Linked DNA regions of Mus musculus: region 2 is linked to region 1. The links are chromatin contacts, called in public Micro-C maps. All regions are on one chromosome and are shown on one strand. The core of a region is the stretch at or near the end of the contact, and the rest is flanking DNA. Distances in the headings are between cores, read along the strand shown. Region 1 has its middle 23 kb from the start of A830035A12Rik. Region 2 holds the start of Cacng4 (calcium channel, voltage-dependent, gamma subunit 4).

Region 1 (2,642 bases), core at 75-2,574:
GGACATGTGTGTTTGCGAGCTTGACTATATGTGTGTGTGCCCGCCCAGTGAGAGAGAGAGAGAGAGAGAGAGAGAGAGAGAGAGAGAGAGAGAGAGAGAGAGCGCGCGCGAGCGCTCTGGAGCATAAAATATCTGAATTATATAGAGAGGAGCCTCTGGGGGAAGGGCAGCCCAGCCTTGGGCTGCAAATTCAGGATTGGGGGCAGGGTATACCAGGTGGGATTGAGGACTGCTGGGAGGACCTGGAGACCAGGTCGGCTTTGATATGTAAAGTATACACCTCAGTCCCTTGCCTGAAACCAAACAGTGAAGAGCATTGCATACTCTGCTCTTGCAGAGGAGACCCAATCAATGCCTCTGGCTTCCAGGGGTACCAGCACTCACGTGCACGTACCAGCACAAGCACACACATAAATAAAACCAAATAAATCTTAAAAAAATAAAAAGTTAAAAGTTATCCTTGGTTACATAGGGGAATTCGGAGCCAGCCTGGGCTACATGAGACACTACTTCACTCAGTCACTCAAGGCTCTAACTCTAAGGCAGTGGGGAGCCAGGATCCTCCCTGTCCTTCCCTGTTCCCCTTTTGCTGTTGTTCCACCTCAAAATGTCACAGCAGTAGGGCAACATTCTCCTTGTTGGTCAGAGATACCATCTCTTCACTCAGCTAACTCCCAAGTTCCCTTCTGAAGCGGTGGCTCTTTAGTGGTGGCCAATTCCGACCTTCCCTCCGTCAGCTTCAGACTTCCCTAGATCTCCTCCTTGAAGTGGCCAGAACACAATGCTTGCTCCGCCCCCGGGCTCAGGCTGGCCCTCCCAAGCCCCCGGGAGAGCTCACGAGGAAACCCACCCAGGCATGGGGAGTTTCTTGTGGCATTTATGTGAGAAAAGTGCCAAACTTTGAGAGACCTAAGCCTACAGAAATCCTGTAATTTTTCTCTCAGGCCAGTGAGCAGATTGCTGCGGAATCCAGACTCTGCTGTATCGCCCCGAGCTCATCCCTTTCTCAAGATGAGCTCAGTTTTTCCTCTAGAGGAGAAGCCAAAGGTTCCTGAAGGACTGCCTCTGTCTGTCGTCTATGTCATTATTTGCTGCAAGGCTGGTGTTAGGCACGTGGTCCCAGCGTGGCAAAGGAGCCAGCAGGGAGGCTTAAGCAACTCCGAGCAGAGCCCCGCCCAGGCCCTAGGGGGTTGAGACCCAGAGGTCCTTGTGACAAACGCATATCAAAGGCTTTCATCAGGTGAGGGGATGGAGGGCAGGGAGCAGAAGCCAGAGGCTGGCTCTTTGTGCTTTGAACTTTTCTTGGGAAAATAACATCTGCTACTGCGTTTCTTGCTAAACAGGCAAGGTGAGAGGGGAATCAAAGTAGCTTTGAGGAAACTCTGAGGCAGAGAGACACAGTGGGTGGACCTTCCAGAAGCTTCTCCGACCCACAGCCTGCAGGTTGAAACCAACAGATATTTCGGAATCACGTTCTTCATCGGTTTTTATTTCTCCCCCACGGCCCCCACCTTTCCCCAGGCAGGACCGATGCAGGGTGGGGTGATGTCTGCTATTACAGAAGGTGTTTATGGCGATCAGTGAACAGTCCCTGGCACTGGGGAAATTAAAAAATACAGACACAAGAGATGAGTTGGTTTTTTTTTTTTAAGTCCTGTTTTCCCAAATACTGATAATATTATACATTTCCTTCCATTCTTGATCAGTCTGTGCCTTTTAAAAAGTGGGAGGCAGCCGGGCATGGTGGCACCCGCCTTTAATCCCAGCACTCCAGAGGCAGAGGCAGGAGGATTTCTGAGTTCAAGTCCAGCCTGGTCTACAAAGTGAGTTCCAGGACAGCCAGGGCTATACAGAGAAACCCTGTCTCGAACTCCCCCCAAAAAAGAAAAGTGGTAGGGAAGCATAGTGGTGGAGTGCATGCGTAGCCTATACAAGACCCTGAATTCACAGTACTCTTCCCCCCCCCCAAAAAAAAAGGGAAAAATTTTAAAACATTGATTGATTGATGGATTGATTGTGTGTTTTCACCTCAGTGTGTGTGTGTAAGCCAGAGGACAGCATTTGGGAACCTGCTCTCTCCCTCAGTCATAAAGGTTCCAGGAACTAAGGTTTTTGACTTGGCTGCAAAGCCATCTCACAAGACCAAAAAAAGATTTATTTTATTTTAGCATGAGTGGTCTCGCGGCATGTACACCTGTGCACCAGCAGAGGGCACCAGATCCCAGTATAGATGGCTGTGAGCCACCATGTGATTGCTGGTTATCAATTTCTGGAAGAACAGACAGTGCTCTTTTTTTCTTTTCTTTTTTTTTCTTTTTTTTTTTTTTTTTTGGTTTTTCGAGACAGGGTTTCTCTGTGTAGCCCTGGCTGTCCTGCTGGAACTCACTTTGTAGACCAGGCTGACCTCGAACTCGGAAATCTGCCTGCTTCTGCCTCCCGAGTGCGAGTGCTGGGATTAAAGGCATGTGCCACCACGCCTGTCCAGGCAGTGCTCTTAACCGCAGAGCCATTTCTCCAAACCCAAGAGTTTTTCTTACATAGAAATTATATAGGTAAAGTGTGTGTGTTGACTTTTCCATTTATTACATCATGAATCGTGTGTGTGTGTGTGTGTGTGTGTGTGTGTGTATGTGTGTGTGTGT
Region 2 (2,642 bases), core at 76-2,575, 280 kb after region 1:
ACACCTCTCAAGTCTCTGTATACTAGGGGGGTCACAGAGCCCCGCCCTGCCCTAACAGCGACCACGCCCCTCCCAGCCCACTCTTGGTCCGCTGTTGACTCTCCTCTCCCCAGTTTGGTTCCTACGGAGGTCTCTTGCCGACTTCGTGCTGAGGGGCAGTGACCCAGGGCTTGCTGCCTCAGTTACGGGAGACGCGGCGCGGTTCCCCTCTTGTACCCATCGCGCAGAGAGGAGTGAGTCTGTGGTGTCAGGGATCAAGAGAAGGCCGGCCGGCTGGAGCTACCTGGCTCCCCCAGAACCGCTTGGGGCCCAACCTGTACCCCGCCCTTACCCTCTCAGTTGGGGGCTTGGAGTGAGCGCCTAGCTGCCCCGGGGCTCCCCGCCCCCGGCCGGCCCCGCCCCAGGATGGCCAGTTCCCATAGCAATCGCACAGACACCGGTTGCCAAGCAACCCCTCCCCCTCCTCCCGCGTCCGCTTTCCCCCCAACCCTAGACTCCTCCCGCCCCCACGCCAGCCTCCACCTCCCCCAGGGGCGCCGGCGAGGCCCCTGGGGATCGCTCCGCTCTCGGGTTGCGCGCGCGTGCGTGAGTTTCTGTGTGTTTCATTGTGTCTGTGCGCGAGGGGGTGTGCGCGTGCGAGCCGAGAGTTTGTGGGATCGGTGTGTTGGGGAGGTCCCCAGCCTAGAGGGACCCGAGGCTGCTGCGCCCGTGTCCACTCGGGAACCCACCCTCCCAGCTTTAGGTTCTTTGTGTCTCGCGTGGAGCCAGCGCCGCGCCCACCCCTCCCCCGGCCCACTCCCCGGGGCAATGTGTGCGTGTGCATGTGTGCGTGTTATGTGTGTGCGTTGGGGGTAGGGGTCCTACCTTCGATGCAACACACCCGCCACAGTCCCGAATGGGTGAGGTCGCCGCGAGCGCGGCGGGGCGGGGGCCCGTCGTCCATGGTCAGGTTGGTGCCGTTGCAGATGTGCGCGCTGGAGTACAGCCAGTAGTCGGTGCCGATGGCGATGGCCATGAGCGAGAAGGCGGCGAAGGCTCCGGCCGTGGTCAGCAGCATCTGCAGCCCGCGGTCGCATCGCACCATGGTGGGCGCCTCATAGTCCGCCGCCCGCCGGCCCGGCCCGCCGCGCCCGCCCGCCCTCCTCCCTCGGCGCGCGGCTCCGGGGGCTCCAGGGGCTGGGGGGCCGAGGGCCGGGGGGCGGCGCCGCGCTGCGCGCTCCGACCCCGCGCCCCGGGCGTGCCTGCGCTCCGGCTGCGCGGGGCTCAAACTCCGAGGCGCGGCGGCGAGTGAGGGCTGCGCGGGCTACGCGGGCCGCCGGGCGGGCTGGCGGCGGCGGCAGCGGCGGCGGTGGCGGCCGGGGGCTCCTCCCTCTCGGCCCGCCCTCCCCTCCGCTCTTGGCCCGCGCCCTCCGCGCCTCCACCCACCGCCCGCCGCCCGGCGCGCTCTCTCGGCGCCGCCCCTCCGCCTCTGGCCCCGCGCTCGCTCTCCCACGGCCGGGATTTTCCCTCCCCTCTCTCCCCTCCCTGCGCTCACGCGCGCTCTCTTTTCTCTCCCAGGCTTCATTCACATTATCAGAGCGAAGGAAGCCGAGGGAAAGAAAGATTGGTTCCCTGGAAGGACCCCGGGGAAGCTGCGTCTCCAGTCACCTCTCTTTCCAACCCGGGACAGCCAGGATCTCCTTAGTCCCCAGGATTCTGTATCCCATTCTGTGGGATGGAGATTGCGTCCCCTTTCCTTCTTTCCCCACGGCCTTATGGCTGTACCTGGTTATGAAGGTCTAGGCAGGGATGTACTGTGAGACTCCTCGCGTTTCCAAAGGGCCCAGATGTGGGTCACAGACGGGAGACATTCTTTATGGGCCAAGCCAGATGAAGATCACCTCCATTTCAACCGAAGCAAGCCAAGGGGTTCTAGCAGGCACTGGGGAGCTCTGGACTTCTTCGAAGGGGGACTGAGGATGTGACACACTACAGTCACACTTCTGATAGTCCATTGCTGATAGAGGCAGGAACACCAGCAACTACATTGTAGCCTCCAGCTGTTTCTTCTCCCTGTCCTTCTCTGAACCTTTACTTTTTCTCCGGTTGGCTCTTCCTCAGCCTAACCGGCTCTTCCTCACCTCCCCTTAACCTTGTCAGACTCTGCCTCGGGGCCTCTGGCCTCTTCCCTTAATTGCTTTTGGTGCTGGCAGGGTCCCAAGCTGGATACACTCCGAGCTCCTTGGAGCCAGGCTCCTTCCTTGCCACCCAGTTCCCCTCCTCCCCTGCAGGAGGCCTGAAACCCACGGGGGGGGGGGGAACTCAGGCCATTTCTTACACCCTTGTCCCTGTTGCATCCTCGAGGGTTGTTCTGTGGGCTGCTGTTCTGACCCCCTGGGATTGAAAGAGACACATGGAAAGCTGCTGCCCTTGCAATTTTACCTCCCGGGCCACTTTCCCAGCTTTCCTCAGAGAAAATAAATGAATGACCCCAGCCTCAGAGCACTCACTGTTCTTCCTCTCTGGAGAGTGTGAGCTCCCCCCTCGTATATAGCCGTGTGTGGTAGCAATGTGCAAATGTTTGCCCTGGGAAAAATTATCTTTTGCTGGGAGAAGGGAATATAAACAAATAGAAAAAAAAAACCAGAATAATAAAATGTGAG

The links. A called contact is a pair of places that touch in the nucleus more often than the background predicts.
Region 2: a Micro-C map of embryonic stem cells shows a contact between it and region 1, with 3 times the contacts expected there. The contact joins the promoter of Cacng4 here to the enhancer-like site in region 1. A contact is called at or near these places in 4 of 39 promoter capture datasets (HPC-7-derived erythroid cells, embryonic stem cells, hippocampal neurons and 1 more), 8 of 484 Hi-C or Micro-C datasets (B cells and embryonic stem cells), 5 of 115 datasets of contacts at active chromatin or transcription factors (embryonic stem cells and stem cell-derived neural progenitor cells) and 1 of 9 other capture datasets (pancreatic islet).

Annotation. Positions count from the first base shown.
Region 1 is chr11:107,509,932-107,512,573 of GRCm38.p6, forward strand. No RefSeq gene overlaps it. Among named protein-coding and RNA genes, the nearest start is that of A830035A12Rik, 23 kb to the right of the region's middle. Within about 2 kb of position 1,325, at least 95 of the 459 cell types and tissues checked have an H3K27ac peak or open chromatin away from gene starts, as enhancers often do. A contact at or near this core is called in embryonic stem cells and stem cell-derived epiblast-like cells, where this site is marked.
Region 2 is chr11:107,793,381-107,796,022 of GRCm38.p6, forward strand. It overlaps Cacng4 (calcium channel, voltage-dependent, gamma subunit 4), which reads right to left and starts at 1,326. Exons shown (of 4, transcript NM_019431.4): 1 at 865-1,326. The coding sequence starts at 1,084. It overlaps Gm11650 (predicted gene 11650), which reads left to right and starts at 492. Exons shown (of 2, transcript NR_165828.1): 1 at 492-585; 2 at 1,558-2,473.